2 separate regions of the Sus scrofa genome follow, and region 2 is linked to region 1. A link is a contact called in public HiChIP or PLAC-seq data. All regions are on one chromosome and are shown on one strand. Each heading gives the region's core, a stretch centred on a gene start, on an enhancer-like site or on the middle of the called end of the contact. The rest is flanking DNA. Distances are from core to core; before and after follow the strand shown. Region 1 holds the start of HTRA4 (serine protease HTRA4). Region 2 holds the start of PLEKHA2 (pleckstrin homology domain-containing family A member 2).

Region 1 (4,501 bases), core at 62-2,561:
TTTCTTACCTTCTGGTTAATTTCACCTTACCACTTTTTAATGTCACTACACATGTGAGTCAAAGATGGTGCATGCAGAACCAAGGCATTTGGTTTTAAATGTGTAAAATGGAACCAAATGGAAAAAAACAGGACGGAGATGCAGTATCTGCTAGTAGTTAAGTGCCTGGGCTCTGGAATAAATATGTTTTAAAAAGCGGGGGGAAGGAGGAATCAAAAAAAGGTACTGCTTTTTTTATGTATGGAATAAAAATATTCTCTAAATTGGGCTGGGTTTTTTTTTTTTAGGAGTAGACTTTTAAAGGCAACTGTGGCTGTGGTCATTTTATTTTACTATTTTTTTGGCCACACCTACAGCATTCAGAAGTTCCCTGACCAGGGACCAGACTGGAGCCACAGCAGTGACAACAATGCCAAATCTTTAACTGTTAGTCCACGAGGCAACTGTGAGTTTTGCTATTTTCATAAGACTTTTAATTCAGTCTTGACCCACTGTGTGTAGTAGAATTTCAGGTGTCTCCCCATAGCTGAACTGTATTGTCCACTGTTCTTGAAAGTTAAGAATTTGCTTGCTCAAGATCAGCTGATGGCTGGTGAACACAGTTTGGCCTTTGGCATTTTGTGAGATGACTTAATTGTACTATGGTGTTTGAGGAATAGAGACCTCAGGTGAAAATACTTCTGTTTCTGTTTTGAATGGTGAGCTCCCATGAGAAAGAGTCCAACATTTTTTTCTCCCAATGTCACTTTTTTCCCCCTTATTCTCTTTTTTCTCTGTCTCTGTCATTGCCTGCGGTAGTGAATTTCAGTCACTCATGCTGAGTAGAGTTTGAATAAAGTGAATATTTGGCCCCAAAACATACTGTTGGACGCCCCCACCCACCCCGCCTTGCTTGTAAGGTGTGGCATGATTTTGTGTTTTGAACCAGTATGTTTCAGCTGTGAAATGCACTCACTGTAGACACTGAGCTGAGTGCATGGAAACTGTTATGCTTTTCATTTTATGTGATCTCCTAATTGGTATGTAGCAAAAAATAATTTTCTAAAACTGTTTTGTTGCTTGTTTTGTAATAAAACCATGTGAAATACTGCAATACGGCAACGTGTGTTTTCCTAAGGCTGACCTTCTGTCCGTGGGTGGGTGATCTGGCTTGTCAGTGTGCCCCTGGCCTTGGTTTTAGGGATTTCACGACGTGGCTGTCTGCTTGGGGAAGGGCCAGGATGTCTCTTCATCTCCTGGGGTGGGACGGCTGGGGGAGGATTGGGGGAGGGGGTGCGTGGAGAAGACTGCCAGACTCTGCCCCTTAAAGTTGGGGACTGGCAGAAGCGGCACAGCAGTCCGGAGAAAGTGTGGCTCATCTTAGAGCAGCTGCGGGTCCAGAGGAAAATCATAAGAAAGTGGGGAGGAGCGGGGTCAGGAGGAAGGAAGCAGAATGTCCAGAACTCTGCTGCGGCCCGCCGGGCTCAGACAGCTCCTACTGCTGTGGCTGCTGCTGCCCCACGCACCTGGGGCCGGGGTCGAGGCCAGGACCGTCCGGCCCGCGCCGCCCTGCCCCGCGGTCTGCGAGCCAATGCGCTGCCCCCCGCTGCCCTCCTGCTCCGCGGGACGGCGCCAGTGCTTGACCGCTGCGGCTGCTGCCGCGTCTGCGCCGCGGCCGAGGGCGAGGCTTGCGGCGCCGCGCTCCGCCGGCCGTGCGCCCCGGGGCTGCAGTGCCTCGCGCCGCCCTCACCGCGGCTCCTTGGCAGCAGCGGGCTCGGTACCTGCCGCTGCCCGGCGGCGGGGGCCGCGGTGTGCGGCAGCGACGGGCGCACGTACCCCAACCTGTGCGCGCTCCGCGCCAGGAACCACGCTGCACGTCTCCGCGGCGGGCTCCCGGCGGTGCACGTGCATGAGGTGGACTGTGGGGACCCAGGTGAGCGGTCGACGCGCGCTCTCGGCGCCCTCTTGGCACTTTCTTAGGGAGCCTGTTCCAATCGCGTGGCCCAGCGCGGGCTCTTTCCTGCCGCATTGCCACAGGGATTCACCACCTCCTAGCTCCCAATTTTCTTCCTGCCTTACTTGTCTCGTTACCGGTTCCCAGGTAGTTGCTCCCCGATTTCCTCCCTATAGGTGTTGCCTGTCGCCTTCCCTTTAAAATTACTTTCCAATCGGAATGACAGGTCTGGTTCCCTCAAGGCGCTGTCTCACGGGAACGCAGTGAAAATACAGAGGGAGACCGAAGAGAGGAAGGGGAGGGAAAGGGGAGGGAGAAGAGAGGCAGAGAAGTTTGAGAGATGACCCCTGATGCAGTCAGGCAGCGAGGGTGTCCCCCGCCCCAAGAACGGAGCGTCTCTTCACAGGGACCAGAAGCGCGGGCTGGCTCAGGAGCAAGTACAACTTCATCGCAGAGGTGGTGGAGAAGGTGGCGCCGTCGGTGGTCCACTTACAGCTGTTCAGCAGGTAAAGGAGGCCAAGGGAGACGTCAACTCCTTGGGTTGTTTCCCAGCGTCTTCCTGCTCCAGGCCCGACTCTACCGCTCTTCCAGCACTGTTTAGTCCTAAAAACCCCGCTGTGAGGAAATCCAGCGGCTCCAAGAGGTTGAATTGCCCGTTAGTTGTTAGTCGTTTAGCCAAAGGGCGGAGGCACAGAGATTCTGACTTTCAAATCGAGGCAACCCCTCTCCTTCAAATTCAAGGTCAGATATTAGTGATAGAGGGCCTCTTGATGGTACTCTTGCTCGGCCTCTTCTTTTTCGTGGAGGGAATCCCAGAACCAGCGAGCAAGAGGAATTTGTCCTATGTCACAAGGCGGATTAGGAGAGGAACCCACGCTGGAACCAGACTTCTTTAACTCCCTCCCTGCCTGGGTGCTGGATAATGTTGCCCTAGGTCCACTTTTGTCCCCAGTATGACCATCAGGTTAGTTTTCCTTGAAGCAGAGGGCTGTGGCTCTGACCTGCTTTCACGAAGAGGGTATCCCTGGAATTCCTGCTTTGGTGCAGTGAGTTAATGATCTCTCATCCGGGTGGAGGTGCTGGTTCCATGCCTGGCCAGGTGCACTGGGTAAAAGATCCCACTTGCTGCAGCTGTGGCGGGTGTGGGTCTCCCAATTGAATTAGATCCCTGGCCCTGGAAGGAGATGGCTGAAAAATAAGAAGCGGGTGTTCCTAGAAAAAGAGAGTTGGAATCAGCTTTCAGTCCTGTTTCCAAGACGTGGCCAGGGCACTGATATACCAAGTGAAGTTACACATGGAGAGAATGGAAACAGGGAAAAGTAAAATGTCTGAGGAAGCAGTGGTGGAAGAATGTTGGCTAAATGAGAGGTTCCTGTGCTTCCAGACTGCGCTGGATGCTGTGATGTTCCCACCCTCTGATTATGCTGTTGTCTTGCCGAGACAGGTCACCTCTCAGCAACAAGGATGTCCCTGCGTCCAGTGCCTCTGGGTTCATAGTGTCTGAGGATGGGCTCATTGTTACTAATGCCCATGTCCTCACCAACCGGCATCGGATCCAGGTAGAGCTCCAGAATGGGGTCCAGTATGAAGCCACTGTCAAAGACATTGACCATAAATTGGATCTTGCCTTGATTAAGATTGAGCCAAAGGTAAGTCTGTGTATTTGGAGATTTTCATTAATTTGCTGATTATTTTCTTCCTCAACCCTACTGCACATCTTTTCTCCCTGGAAAATGCTTTATTTACTTCTTTTTCTAGTTTCCTTTCTTTCTGTTCTTTACCCCTTCTATTGTTTATTTTCTTTCTTTTTCTTTTTTTTTTGGGGGGGGCTGCACCCATGACATATGGAAGTTCTCGGGCCAAGGAATGAATCTGAGCTAAAGCTGTCACTTATGCCAAATGCTTTAACCCACCTCACCAGGCCAGGAGGTGAACCCTCACCTCTGCAGTGACCCAAGCCTCTGCAGTTGGATTCTTAACCCACTGTGCCACAGCAGGAACTCCTATTCTTTATTTTCTTCTATGCCAGTCTGTACACTCCTGACAATTTCTATGAACTACACAGCTGTCTTTTTTCTCCTTCATCTCCTTTTACAACAGATGCTGCTTCTGGAAAACTTATTTCTCTGCTTGTCCTAGAACACCAGGAATGAGTGTCATGGATTCAAAGTTGCTAAGGAGTGCTTTGAGTTCTTGGCTCTACAGAGTTGTCTACACTCCAGCAGCACTGATATTATCTGAGAATTTATTTTAGAAATACAGAATCTCAGGGGAGTTCTCTGGTGGTCTAGTGATCAGGATTTGGCACTTTCACTGCTTCGCCTAGGGTTCAATCCCTGGTCTGGAACTGAGATCCCATATCAAGGTGCTGCTTGCTGTGGCAGAGAGAGAGGGAGAGATATAGGATCCTGGATCCTACGCAAAGTTTACCAGATCAGAATCTGCCCTTTAGTATGATCCCTGGGAGATCCATGTGTACATTCAAGAAAAGCACTGCTTTGGGTAATCTCTGTGTGTGGCTTATTACTTTGTAAACTTTTGAGCTAGAATGGTCCTAAGGAAATTGCT
Region 2 (4,285 bases), core at 1,253-3,752, 71 kb before region 1:
CTGATGAAGACCTGGAAGTATAGGGATGAGGGAATAGAGTCCAGGCAAAAATTGTAGGCTAACTGGGCCAGAGCCTGGCCAGGGGCAAATATGGCAGTAAAGGGCCTCCCAGGGAACTATGAGCATTGCCAGTAAGTGCTCTGATGACCCTCCCCCAGCCCCACAGGCTCTTGCCCTTCCCCCCTTCACTGGAGTCAATGAACTCAGTGCCCATTTCAAAATCCACCTCCTTGGAGTTCCCGCTGTGGTGCAATGGGATCCCAGGCATCTCTGGAGTGCTGGGATGAAGGTTCAATCCCAAGCTCAGCACAGTAGGTTAAGGATTTGGCGTTGCTGCAGCTGCAGCTTAGTAGCAACTGTGGCTCAAGTGTGATCTCTGGCCTGGGAGCTCCATATGCTTTGGGGTGGCCAAAAAAAAAAAAAAAAAAAAATCCACCTCCTTCTCCAGGACACCGCTCTTCCCCCGCCCCCGGACCCACAGACACACACACACAGACACACACACACACACACACATACTTCCTCTAAAGGTTGATGGTACTTACTCTGTGCCATTTCTGCGACACTTTCAAGAGGAACACAGGGCTGCCTGAACCTCCTAAGAACAGTTGTATCCTCTCCAGGAGACCCAAGGCTGTTGGCTCCTTTTTGCCTCCCAGGCATCCAATACAGTAGTGCTCAGAAAATATTTGTGGCTCTGAGATTGAGTGACTCAGGCAGGCACCCCACAGGGTGGAGCGGAGAGTAGAGTTTTATGGGTTTTAAATATGAACCATACCATGTTATCTGAGACTATTACCTCTTTGCTCACCCTGGAAACCTTCAGTTCTAGTTGGATTTGCTGGGAGCTGAATGGAGTTTTGTTCCTTTTCATGCTGAAAACCATAATCCAATGTTTACATTAAAAAACATTCACCTAGCACCTACTTCATGATCCGCAGTGGTCCAAACACTTTACAAATGTTGACCCATTGACTATTCCTCCAACTAGATGTGGAAAGAGAGGCACTGAAACACTGTCACTTGCCCTGGGATCAGAACTAATAGGCGCCAGAGCTGGGATTTAAACCCAGGCCCTCTGGTTCCAGAGTACATGCTCTGCCTGAAATTTACCTGAGTGGCAGAAATCTTCAAGAGCAGAAAGAAAAAAAATGACATTGATATATTTGTTTCAAAGGAATTTTTTTTTTCTTGTGTTCCCCTTTCCTTCCTCATTCAAAGCAAAATGTTCTGAAGCCAACAGTCTTTTTTCACACCTGAGAGAGCAGGCGGCTCGTTTTCTTTTTTGCTTTGGCAATCAAAATGGAAGAGGAAACGAGTGTGGTTTCATCACTGGTGCTTTCGGGGTGTGTGCTGCGCGTGTGGTCCTGCCTCCCTCCTGGCAGATCTGGCTGCCCCCCACCCCCTTCCTTCAGGCCTTGTTGCCTCAGGTCCCGGGGACGACTGAACAGTCTGCCTTTCCCCTACAACACTGGGATGTGGACCAGCCTTTCTGGCAATTCCGCTTAACCAGACTTTGAGCTTCGAGGGTCTTCTTCAACCCTCCCCTCTGTCAAAGCCCAGTAACTCGGACTCAGGCCTTACCAACTGCGTTTGCATCAGAATCCCCAGAAATCGCAGCGCTGCGTCCTCCATCCTAGGGTGAATCCACCACGGTTCTGAGTTTCGGGCTTTAAGTGCCCGACTTAATGTATATTTAAATAAATACCTATCTCCTCACCTGAGAGGCCGGCCTCAGAACCTGACTGACCAGCCATTGATTAACTGTGGGTACCCAGGGCAAATTACTTAACGTCTCAGAGTCTCGGTTTCCTCATCGTGAAGAGGATGGATACCCACAGGGTTGCCGCGTGGATCGAATGAGATAACGCAGAGGATGCACTGGCACCCAGTGGTTCTCTTAGGTTCCTCTTAGCAATATTACTTAATACCTGTTTGTCTGTTCCCATTTTTCCCCAGAGCACCCTCCCGCTCTGAGGGCTGGAAGGGCGTCTTTGAGCCACGCTCTGAAAAAGTCCCTACGCACCCGTTAGAACGTACCACCCCACGGGGCTCCCGGGATGCATTCATGACAACCCAGGAGAATCAGCGGTGCTTCAATCTATCCTAACCCTAGACTTAACCCCGCGGCCCCTCATGGCTAAGGGCTCTGGGTCCTCGGGAAGCCTAAGTGAAGCCGCTGGTGGCTTTGGGAAAAAGAATGGGGTAAAGAGAGAGTCTGCGCTCCCTCCTTCTAAGATGCCCTCATCCCGGAGCCCCTTTCCCGCTCGGACACCTGCTGCCCGAGGCCGGCGTCGGAGAATAGGGCCTCCCACCCTGCGGCCGCGTCCCACCTGCCGGGCCGCCGGCGCCGGCGAGGTGGTCCAGGCCGGTAGCCTCGGGGGCCGCCTCCGGGCGCCGCGCCCCCGCCGGGTCCGCGCAGCTTGCGCGCCGGGCCGCGCCCCCTCCCAGCCTGCGGCGCCCCGGCACCCTTCTCTTCCCCCGGCGGGCTCGGCGGAGCATTGTACTCACATCCGGGGCTGGGTTTTCCTTTAATGCGAAACGTAATTAACCCGGAAAAAAGAGCCGAGAGACAAGAGAGAAGGAGGGTGTGGGGGTTGGGGGGGGAGAAGAGCGAGAGGAGCGAGAGGCCCCTAGAGTTTCGTGGCGACAAAAATCCCCGAGAGCGACAGCCCGCCGGGCCGGAGAGGCGCCTCCCAGCCCGATGTAACCCACGCACCCGGCCCGAGCCCCGGCCCTGCGCGGCGGGGTAAGTGGGGCTCTCGCGCGGCCCCAGGAACCGAGCGGCGCAGAGAGGCGCGCGGGGGCCGGCGAGGGACCGGGCGGGGGCTCCTGCCTGCGGGCTGATGGTTCCGGGGAGGTCGCGGCGGCCCCCGGGGCCCCAGGGAAGCCGGGGGCGCAGCCCCTCCTCCGGCCCTCGGGAGCGCGCGGGGTGGCCAAGGTCGCGGCCGCCAGGGGTCGGGCTGCGGGGGTGGGGCCGCGGGCCGGGTCCGGGCGGGTGTGCTGCTGAGCTGCGTTTTCTCACGTTTGCAGCGGCGAAACTTCTCTGCGGGCTCTGACGCTGGGGCACCGGCCCCGCAACGACTGCCCGGGCTGCGGGTAGGGAAGGCAAGCAAAGGACGCCCAGGCAAGTCCCTTGGGGCACGGATTGGGCTGTGGAAACTCCTCTTTCTCTTCCCCTATCAACCTTATTACATGGCAGGCCTAGAAGGCTCCCGGGGGAGATCCCTCCTTTCCCTTTGGGTGCAGCAGGGCCCTCCGGCTTCTGGAACTCCGGACTCTGGGGAGACTTGAAGGAAACGGTCCTCAAATGCAGGTTCGGTGCCAGGTTGGGAAAGCACTTCGAGGGGAGCTGTCTGTACGTCTCCCTAACTTCTTCCTCACCTTACAAGCTTCCCTCTTCTGCTCCAGTTTTGAAGACTGTAGGAAAGCAAGTGTGCAGACACGTCCAGAGAGGAGGTGCGGCGGGGCCACCTAGCTCGGGGCGTACTCATCTCCCTCGTCAGGCCAGCCCTGCACACCGCCCCCCCCCCTTCCCCCAGCCTCCCGCTTTAAGGTTTCCTTCCTACTTGGTGAATCTTCCCCTTCTGACTCCTTCTCCCACCCCCTCCTCCAGTCTTTCTTTAGGACTCCGAATGGGGTTTTTCAGACGCGAGTTAACAGCAGGGGAGGGGGAGGGGACAAGCATTCTGCCGGGTCGCCAGCTGTGGGCTCCCGGAGGCACTTCAGCCCGCTGAGCCGTGGTTGCACTTGGGCTGAAGTTCCAAAACTGTACCCCTGTTGCTCTTATTTGTTTGCTTTAATTTTTTTCCGTTGTTCTTAATATATTTAAGTCGCGCCCCTTTTTCCTCTTTTCTGGAGCTTTATCATTTTTCTTTGGTGGCAGAGTCTTCAGAAACAGTAAAGCCAAAGATCTTGATCTTGTTTTCTATTTCAGTTGCGTTCAATGGACATTTATTGGGTAATTAAGGCAAGAAAGGCAGTGATGAACAAAAGGAAGCCTGTCTCTTCAGGTAGCTTACAGTCTGATGGAGGACACAGGCTAGGCTGCACATCTACAACCTAGAACTCAATGCAGATTACTAAAATAGAGATCCAGCAGGCTTTGTGAAACTAAAGGAGGCTTTTTTGTTTGTTTTGTCTTTTTAGGGCCGCACCCACGGCACATGGAGGTTTCCAGGCTAGGGGTTGAATCAGAGCTGTAGCTGCCGGCCTTACGCCACAGCCACAGCAACCCAGGATCTGAGCCTCCTCTTCGACCTACACCACAGCTACAGCAACGCCA

The links. HiChIP or PLAC-seq counts read pairs in DNA pulled down with a chosen protein or histone mark.
Region 2: an H3K27ac HiChIP or PLAC-seq map of alveolar macrophages shows a contact between it and region 1. The contact joins the promoter of PLEKHA2 here to the promoter of HTRA4 in region 1. A contact is called at or near these places in 10 of 47 Hi-C or Micro-C datasets (alveolar macrophages, blood, embryonic fibroblasts and 7 more) and 2 of 2 datasets of contacts at active chromatin or transcription factors (alveolar macrophages and skeletal muscle).

The regions. Positions count from the first base shown.
Region 1 is chr15:47,622,699-47,627,199 of Sscrofa11.1, reverse strand. It overlaps HTRA4 (serine protease HTRA4), which reads left to right and starts at 1,311. Exons shown (of 10, transcript XM_021075121.1): 1 at 1,311-1,598; 2 at 1,601-1,912; 3 at 2,340-2,439; 4 at 3,378-3,582. The coding sequence starts at 1,433. It overlaps PLEKHA2 (pleckstrin homology domain-containing family A member 2), which reads left to right. Exons shown (of 13, transcript XM_021075122.1): 13 at 1-1,093.
Region 2 is chr15:47,695,455-47,699,739 of Sscrofa11.1, reverse strand. It overlaps PLEKHA2 (pleckstrin homology domain-containing family A member 2), which reads left to right and starts at 2,502. Exons shown (of 13, transcript XM_021075122.1): 1 at 2,502-2,749. It overlaps LOC106506225 (a long non-coding RNA gene), which reads right to left and starts at 1,762. Exons shown (of 3, transcript XR_001301397.2): 1 at 546-1,762.